Linked DNA regions of Hordeum vulgare: region 1 is linked to region 2. Evidence: chromatin contacts called from public Hi-C data. All regions are on one chromosome and are shown on one strand. The core of a region is the stretch at or near the end of the contact, and the rest is flanking DNA. Distances in the headings are between cores, read along the strand shown. Region 1 has its middle 66 kb from the start of LOC123411435. Region 2 has its middle 330 kb from the start of LOC123438304.

Evidence for each region. A called contact is a pair of places that touch in the nucleus more often than the background predicts.
Region 1: a Hi-C map of leaf shows a contact between it and region 2, with 2.9 times the contacts expected there. The contact joins two enhancer-like sites. A contact is called at or near these places in 2 of 6 Hi-C or Micro-C datasets (leaf and seedling).

The regions. Positions count from the first base shown.
Region 1 is chr1H:374,009,171-374,013,878 of MorexV3_pseudomolecules_assembly, forward strand. No RefSeq gene overlaps it. Among protein-coding and RNA genes, the nearest start is that of LOC123411435, 66 kb to the right of the region's middle. Within about 2 kb of position 1,936, at least 3 of the 3 cell types and tissues checked have open chromatin away from gene starts, as enhancers often do. A contact at or near this core is called in leaf and seedling, where this site is marked.
Region 2 is chr1H:373,382,127-373,386,986 of MorexV3_pseudomolecules_assembly, forward strand. No RefSeq gene overlaps it. Among protein-coding and RNA genes, the nearest start is that of LOC123438304, 330 kb to the left of the region's middle. Within about 2 kb of position 2,610, at least 3 of the 3 cell types and tissues checked have open chromatin away from gene starts, as enhancers often do. A contact at or near this core is called in leaf and seedling, where this site is marked.

The DNA.
Region 1 (4,708 bases), core at 686-3,185, 630 kb after region 2:
TCAAATTTTAAAAATGGTCATGAGTCTAAACAACCTCCGTGAAGTATAAAAAATATCCATGAAGTACAAAAAATATTCGCAAATTTGAAAAATGTTCAAAAAAATATTATTTTTGACAAAGTTTGAAAAACATGAATTTCCAAATTAATGGTCATATAATTTAAGAAATGGAAAAGGACGAGCGAAACTGACTCATGTTGGTGAGTCGCGAGTTATTGTGATCTACGGAGACACCCCATGGAGTCGACAAGTGGGTGCAACATGAGCCATATTGCACTTGAAGGTTTGCAATATAAATCATGTTGTGCTTGAAGATTTATAAAGACAATTGCTTTGCAACATGAGCCATATTGCGCTCACGGTTTGCAACATGACCCCTATTGAATTGAGTCATTGTGAGAGAGAAAATTGTAGCCATCGCAACTTCTGTGAAACATGACCAATGTTGCAAATCTCCGTGCAACATGACCCATAATGAAAATTGCCGCCATCAAGATACCTGTATGTTGTTGACAACATGAACTGTCATGTTACAAGACCCATCATTGCATTCATCGCATCATCATCGGATGAATCACAAAACGCGATTGTCCCCCATAAAAACAATACCACAATCACACATCTAAGTGTGCTGCAAGTGAGGTCTCGTCCGGTGCAGCGGGTAATAAAAACTCATACTTGCAACATCATGACATGTGATAGGGGTGGCAAGCACACGAGCTTTTTTGGGGGGGTAACAATGAGGGAGATCTTCTAAAGTTCTGGATTTTCCAAAAATGTTCTGGTTTTCAGAAATTATTCTTCAAATTGTAAAATGTTTAAAAATTGTTCCTTCTTTAAAAAAAATCTCGACTTAAAAATGTTTGACAAATGTTTAAAAAATTGCTCGCGCCTCCAAATTTGCTTACGATTTTTCAAAATTGTTCTCATTTTTTAAATTTGTTCTCAAGATTCAAAAAATGTTAATGCTTTATAAATTTGTTTTTTGTTTTAAAAAATGTTCAAACTTGTTTGCATTTCCAAATTTGTTCAGGATTTTTAAAAATTCTTTTCCGTTTCAAAATTTTGTTCTCAAGATTCAAGAAATTGTCCGTGCTTCCAAATTTGTTCAGGATTTTTCAAAATTGTTCTCGGTTTCTAAATTTGTTCTCATAATTCAAAAAATGTTTGTGCTTTAAAAATTTGTTCGCGCTTTCAAATTTGTTCGGGACTTTTTCAAAATTGTTCTTCTGTTCCAAATTTTGTTCTCAAGATTTAAAAAAAAATCGTGCTTTAAAAAAAGGTTCGCACTTCCAAATTTGTACATGATTTTTAAAATTGTTCTCAGTTTTAAAATTTGTTCTCAAAATTAAAAAAATGTGCTTTAAAAAATTTATCTCCCTTTCAAAATTTTGTTATCAAGTTTCAAAAAATATTCAAGCTTTAAAAAATTGTTCGCGCTTCCATATTTCTTCACGGTTTTTCATAATTGTTCTCAGTTTCAAATTTGTTCTCAAAATTCGAAAAATGTTTGCGCTTTCAAATTTGTTCGAATTTTTTTAAATTGTTTTTATTTTGAAAATTTTGTTCGCAAGATTGAAATAATGTTCGTACTTTAAAAAATTGTTCGCGCTCCAAAATTTGTTCAAGATTTCTCAAAATTGTTCTCGGTTTCTTAATTTGTTCTCAAAATTAATATAATATTCGTGCTTTAAAAATTTATTCGCGCTTTCAAATTTTTCTACATATTCAAGAAATGGTTTTTTCTTAAAATACGAAAAGAAAAGCAAAAAAGAAAGAAAAGCTAACAAAAAAAGGAAATAAGCAGAAAAAGAAAAAAAAATAGAAAAATTGGATTTAACAAAAAATAAGCTGGACCGGCCTAGTTGGGGAGAGCCCCTGTGCCTTGCAGCTCGTCTCTGTTGCAACGAACGGTAGGTAGGAGCGGGACGTCCTATACATCGCTCATTGCGGCACGGTGTCAACCATTCGTACAAAGACGAACCAACAGGCAATCGAAATGGACCGGCCCAATTGCGTGAGAACGCACAAGGTACACCGTCCGATTTTTGGACCTTTCTAGAAGGTTCGTAACCGGTTTTGGAAACCTTCTAGAAGGATCTTAAACTAGTATTTATAGGGATTTTTCTGTTTTTTTAATTTATTATTTTTTTGTTTCTTTTTAGTTTCTTTTTAGTTTATTTCTTTTCCTTTTTTTGATTCCTTTTCTCCTTTTCTTTTTCAGTTTTTATGCTACTCATTTTATTTACTTATTCTTCTGTTTCTTGTTCTTCAGAAAAAAAAAATCAAAATTCCGTAAAATGTTCAGAAGCTACAAAAATGTGCAATTTTTGAAAAAAAAAGAATTATTTTGACCATTCTTTTGGAAAACGTTCATCTTTTGCAAAATGTACCTTTTTGCAAACGGGAACATCTTTTGAAAAGTTGTGCAGTTTTCTAATACGAGATTTTTGTTGGAAACACAAACATTTCTGAAAAGTTGTGAATAATTATTCAAGCGGTTAACATTAAATGAACTTATGTACACTTTTTGAAACAGATCATTTTTTGAACTTACGTACATTTTTTGAAAAGGAAAACCTTTTTTTAGAAAATGAAGAATATTTTCTAAAATCCCCGAACATTTTAAAATAATGAATATTTTCAGAATTGGTGAACAAAATTTGAACAAGTTTTCCATTTGTGAACAATTTAATAAAACAAAAGATTTTTCGTAAAATATGATTTTTTATACAAATGTGAAAATAATAACATTGTGACCCAGCTTATTTTGTTGTTTGAAATAATTCTAATAATTGTTTTTCTATTTTTTCAAATTCTAGAACGTTTTTTCAAATGCGAGAATACTTTCCGATTTCCGGAACATTTTTTCAAATTTCGGAACATTTTTTTGTAAAATAAGAAATATTTCGATTAGCAATTCAGATTTTGTTTTAAAATTCCAGAGCATTTTTTCAAATTCCGGAACATTTTTTCAATAATCTAGAAAAACATTTCAAATTCCGGCTGATTTGTCAAGTTATGTGTTGTGTGAAAGTCCTATTAGGCGTATTGATCTATCTCTATTATCTTGATGCCTAATATGATAGCTCTTCTCCTAGGTCCTTCATTGAAAAACTCTTGGTCAAATATTTCTTTACGCTTCCCAAAAAATCTATATTGTTTCCAATTAGTAATATGTCATCCACATATAATATTTGAAACGCTATAGAGCTCCCACTCACTTTCTTGTAAATACAAGCTTGTCCAAAACTTGTATAAAGCTAAATGCTTTGATCACCTCATCAAAGCGCTGATTCCAACTCCGAGATTCTTGCACTAGTCCATAAGTGGATCGCTGGAGCTTGCATACTTGTCAGTATTCTGTGGATCGACAAAACCTTCCGGTTGCATCATATACCACACTTCCTTAAGGAAACCATTAAGAAATGATGTTTTGACATCCATCTGCCAAATTTCATAATCGAAAAATGCGGCTGCTGCTAACATGATTTTGACAGACTTAAGCATCGCTATAGGTGAGATAGTATCATCGTAGTCAGCTCCTTGAACCTGTGAAAAACCTTTTGCCACAAGTCGAGCTTTATAGACGATGACATTACCACCCGCGTCCGTCTTGTTCTTAAAGATTCATTTATTCTAAAGGGCCTTTAGCCCTTCTAGTAATACTTCCAAAGTCCATACTTTGTTTTCATACATGGATCCTATCTCGGGTTTCATGGCCTCTAACTATTTGTTGGAATTCGGGCCCACCATCACTTCTTCATAGCTCGTAGGTTCATTGTTGTCCAACAACATGACCGTTAAGACAGGGTTACCGTACCACTCACGAGCAATGTGTGCCCTTGTCGACCTACGAGGTTCGATAGTAACTTGATCTGAAGCTCCACAATCATCATCATTAGCTTCATCTTCAATTGATGTATGCTCCGCAGAAACATCTTTCTACGGTGCGCCACTCTTTGGTTGAAGTAAAGGTTCAACAACCTCATCAAGTTCTATCTTCCTCCCACTCAATTCATTCCACAGAAACTCTTTCTCGCGAAATGTTCTATTTTTAGCGACAAACACTTTGCCTTCGGATCTGAGATAGAAGGTATACCCAACCGTCTCTTTTGGGGTATCCTATGAAGATGCATTTCTCCACTTTGGATTCAAGCTTTTCCGGCTGAAGATTTTTGACATAAGCATCGCATCCCCAATCTTTAAGAAACGACAACTTTGGTTTCTTGCCAAATCATAGTTCATATGTCGTCGTCTCAACGGATTTAGATGATGCCCTATTTAAAGTGAATGCAGTTGTCTCTAACACATAACCCCAAAATGATAGTGGCAAATTGGCAAGAGACATCATAGAACACGCCATATCCAATAAGGTTCGATTTCGGATACACCATTATGTTGTGGTGTTCCAGGTGGCGTCAACAGCGAAACAATTCGACATTGTCTTAGGTGATTGCCAAACTCATAACTCAGATTTTCTCCTCCTCGATCAGATCGTAGGAATTTAATATTCTTGTTACAATGATTCTCAACTTCACTCTAAAAGTGCTTGAGCTTTTCAAACGTGTCAGACTTGTGTTTCATTAAGTAAATATAACCATATCTACTTATGTCATCGATGAAGTTGAGAAAATAACGATATCCATGCCTTCTTGAGCTTGTGTTGGTTTTCCCTTGAAGAGGAAATGGTGATGCAACAAAGTAG
Region 2 (4,860 bases), core at 1,360-3,859:
TACTTAGTCCTCTACTCCTCTACGAAAACTGATTTATTCTTGATACATAGAGAGTGTAGGGAGCACAGGGAAGATTTCACATCGACAATTTCACATCGAGCCCATATCCAGGTGCTTTTGTTCCCTGTATTGACTCTTTTTTTTGCAAATTGATTGGTGACATGTCTTTAGAAAATGTTTATCTGGTAGTGAGAAAAGGAAGAGAAAAAATACAGAGATGAACTAATAGAATCCGAGAAAGGTTCAATTAAAAAATAGAATAGTTAGTTCTTCTAGGAACTCCTTGCAATTGGCCATAGTGACTGTTGAAGAGCAGCAAACTGAAAATTTAGATGAAGATTATGTAACCAACGAGGATGAAATTAATCTTAGGGAGCATGAAAATCTAGCTGATTCAACAAATTAACAAATTCCAAGTGTTGGTGAACAACAACCTTTTACTGCTGATATCTTAGATCCACGACACTGGAATAATTTGGATGATAAAGCTAGGCATATTTTGGTAGAGAAGGGGCCTCTAAGAGAAGAGAATATATTTTTGCATGACATTTTACTAGGCATGGTCATTTGTCATGACATTTTATTTGTTGTGAACACGGTGAGCAAAAAGTTGCAGTCTGTGACCATGTGTGTTGACTCTACTTTGCAGCAAATTGAAGGAATGATGCTTTTTTTTGAAAATTACAGAAATGAAGGATTTGCATCTAGTTTAACGATTGCGAAAGGACTTGCATCAGAAATGGAAATATATCCATCGTTTCTAGTAAAACGTAATGTTACTAGGAAGAAGCAATTTGATGAACCTGATAATGTTGAAGAAGTTCTATTAGCCGGGAAGGCGTTTGAAGTTAATTACTTCTTAGTTATGGTTGATGTTGCAAAAAGTATCTCTAAAAAACACATTTGAAGAACTTAAAGTGTTCCAAAGTATATTTGGCTTTTTACTTAACTCGAAAGATTTGAAGACGTTGAATGATGTTGAATTACGCAAATGTTGTGCTAAATTTGTAGAAGCGTTTTTCTCGAGGTGGTGTTGAATTAGATGAGCTCTTTTCAGAATTATGAATGTTGCAAATGACTTTAGCAGATTCTGATGTGCCATTGCGTGCTATGGAGATTTTTGAGTATGTTAGAGACATAGGTTGTTTTCCAAATATATTAATAGCTTATCGAATTTTATTTACTGTACCAGTCACTGTAGCATCAGCTCAACGTAGTTTCTCAAAGTTGAAGCTATTGAAAATTATTTGAAATCAACAATGTCATAGGAAAGATTGAATGGTCTTGCTACTTTACGCATTGAGAAGATAAACTGGATGAAATAAATGTTGATGTGATTATTGATGACTTTGCTTCTCGAAGTGTTAGAAGAAACACCAAGATCATATCTTCATAGTATAAACATGAAGTGCTAAGCTTGCTTTGTTGTGCCTTATGCAGGAAGCCTTAGAGAAAAAATTTCCGGGTGAAGACATGAAGTGAAGAACATGCAGATTGGGGAGGCTAGAAACCAATGTAAGTTTCGTAGATCTGAACATCAATGTAAACATGAAGTGCTAAGTTTGCTACCAGTTTTGACATGGGTTTTTGTTTTGCAGATCAATTGATGAAATGATGGTCTCTTTGTGCCACTTAGAAGAGTGGTCTTTTGTACAACTATATTGTTTCCGTACTACTATGTTGTACTTCTCTAGATTATTACAAATAAATAACATGTGGCGTGCGTTTCATTGTCCCTGTTCAAAGACCATTGATCTATACTATGTACTGATTACTGAATTGCTGTTGAAATATGATAAATTTCAAATTTTTATCTATCTACAAGGACCCCATTTTGTTATCTCGCCCCAGGGCCTCTGAAATGTATGAACCGGCCCTGCATGGCCATGTATGCTAGCATGCTACCTTCGTGGCCGTGGCCGATGGACACGGGTTGGATCTACTCGTGGGTGTCTTTATGATAGCTAACATCTCCGATCATGTAGCATAATGGAAGATGCTTGATGATTCGGGAAGGAAAGAAGGTATACACAAAGAATATGAATTGCTTCTCCAAGATGGCACATGCACGAGTAAAAATCCACAGGTTGATACTAAGCGTTTTCCTTTCAAATGTTAAATGCATATACAAAAGAATGTTAGTCATGTTTAACAAATGTTAATCATGTTTAACAAATTTAATCTTGCAATTAAAATGCTAATCAACCATTATCTAAATGTTAAAAAGTGCCTAGAAAAATGTCGACCATGTATCAAACAATGTTCTGGAATTTGAAAAATGTTTTGAAATTTGAAAAATGTTCCGGAATTAAAAAAATGATTTGAAATTTGATTTTCTTTCGGAATTTGAAAAAATGTTCCACAATTTGCTAAAATGTGCTGGAATTTTTATTTAAATATTTCGGATTTTTCAAGAAAAATGTTCTAAAATTTGAAAAAATATTCCGAAATTTGAAAAAAATGTTCCAAAATTCGAGAAAAAACCGAAATTGCAAAAAGTAGAAAAACTACTACTAGATTTTTTTCAAACAAAAAAAATTGGACCCGCTGACTTGCGGGCGAGCCGAAGATGGGCTGGTCTAGTTGGGGGCGCTACCCCTATGCGTCTGACTGACTACTTGCGGCAATGCGCGACGCATAGGAGCTCCTGATACAGTCGCCATGTTGTTTGTCGGAAATTCTTATTTGCCATTTGTTGCGGAAAGTTGTCGGGTGACGCCTGGATGGGCCTGTCCGTTAAAACCTTTGAACGTTTGTTCGATTTCGGTTTTAGTAAACTACTAGATGGTTCCCCGCCGGTTTTCTGGTTTTGTGAACCTTCTAGGAGATTCCTGAACCGTTTTTTCTTTTCTTTTCCTTCTTCTATTTCTTTTTCCTATTTTTCTTTTCTTCATTTTCTATTTTTCTTTTTCTTTCTATCTTATTTTTAACCTTTTTCAAGTGTTTTCTTTATTTTTTCCAAGTTTCAAAAATGTTCTGCGTTTCTCAAAAAAAACTTTTAGAAAAATGTTCTTGTTTTCAAATTTTGTTCCCAAATTTCAATAATGTTCGTAAATTGAAAAACATGTTTAGAATTTCAAAATACCTATCTGATAGAAGGTTTTGTTCACAAATTTGAAAAAGGTTGAGATCTTAAAAAATGTTTGAAATACGTAATTTTCAATCTTTATCCAAAATAAAGTTCTACTCTTTTTAAAATGGTAATGTATTCAAAAATTGTCAATAAATTCAAATAATGTTTGTGTTTTTAAGAAATTCTTTGTGCATTTCAATATTTTTTCTTATTTTCCAAAATTTGTTCAGAAGTTTTTCGTTCAATATTTTCAGAACTTTTCAAAAATTGAGCGGGATTTCAAATCTTAATTTTCTCAGAAAATTTAAAAATGTTGTTGTTTTGAAATTTTTTGTGCATGTATTCAAAAGTTGTTTCTCTTTTATAATTATTTAATCAATTCAAAAAATATTCGAAAGTTTTGAAAAAAGTTTGGGTTTCGATTTGTGTTCAATATATAGAAGATGTTCGCATTTCCCAAAAAATTAGGATTTTCCAATTGTTCTTATTCTAAAATTTTGTTCCGATTCTAACATTTTGTCCCCATTTTTATATTTTTCACAAATTCAAAAATGTTCACATTTTCAAACTTGTTTTGGAATTTTGGAAAAAGTTCACGTGTAAAACAATTTTCTGAAAAATTGATTTTTTTTGTTTTAAATAGATTCTTTATAATTTCAAATGATGTCCATTTTTTTAGTGTTGTTTACAAATTGGAAAAATGTTCACATTTACAAAAAAATGGAAAGTTCAAAATTTATTCATAGTTTGAAAAGATAATGTGAAATTTTAAAATTTATTCACATTTGTTTCAAAATATTCCTAACTAAATTAAACTGTTTGGAATTTGAAGCATGATTTGCATTTTTTAAGTAATGTTCAGTTTAAACCGCAAAATTTAGGACTTTATAGTTTGCTCTGCTCATTAGCTGGACTCATGCACAAGCACGAAGTCTCTAGTTAGAATCCCAGCATGCGCGACACAATGTTATTTTTCTTTTTTTGCGAGGCAGCTTGGTTCGTTCAACTCGAAAATGGGCCAGTCCATACGGACGCGTCCTATGCAAAGGGGGTCTGCTTGCTACATAATACGGTGAATAGGAGCTCCCCTTGTTTGTCAGCCAACAGTGAGGGGGACCTCCTACGTGGGAGCTCCTACCTGTCGCTCTCTGCGGCACGTTCTCGCTCACACGCATAGGGGCGATGCACTGCTAGGAAGGCCGAACAACCCGTTGTAATGTTTTTTTTTCGCCAGACAGCTCGGTTCATTCAACTCAAAAGGGTCGGCTCATACGGACGCACCCTCGCAAAGAGGAGTCTGTTTTCCACATAATGCGATGATAGGAGCTCCCCTTGTTTGTTAGCCAACAGTGAGGGGACCTCCTATGTGGGAGCTCCTACCCGCCGCATTGTGGGATAGGTTCTCGCTCGCACGCATAGGGGCGATGCACTGCTGGGCCGGTCCACCAACCCGCTAGTTGTTTTGACCCTCCGGAGTCCAACTCGCGAGCTCATAATCCAACCACCAGCCACGGCCACTCCATCACACAACACCTATTGAACATTTTAGTTCAAAACATTGTAAGAACACACAGTACCATGGAGATTCGGATAACATTTCTTAAAAATTGCAAGCAATGTTGAATTCGAGAACAAAATTGAAAAGGTGAATTTTTTTGCATTTGTGCACATTTTTTATGAAAACTTGAACAATTTATGGAAGTTTGATTAGAATTTTTTGAAAAAACAAGAACATTTTTTGAAAAACAAGAATATTTTTTCAAAATCCAGCACATGTTTTCAAATTC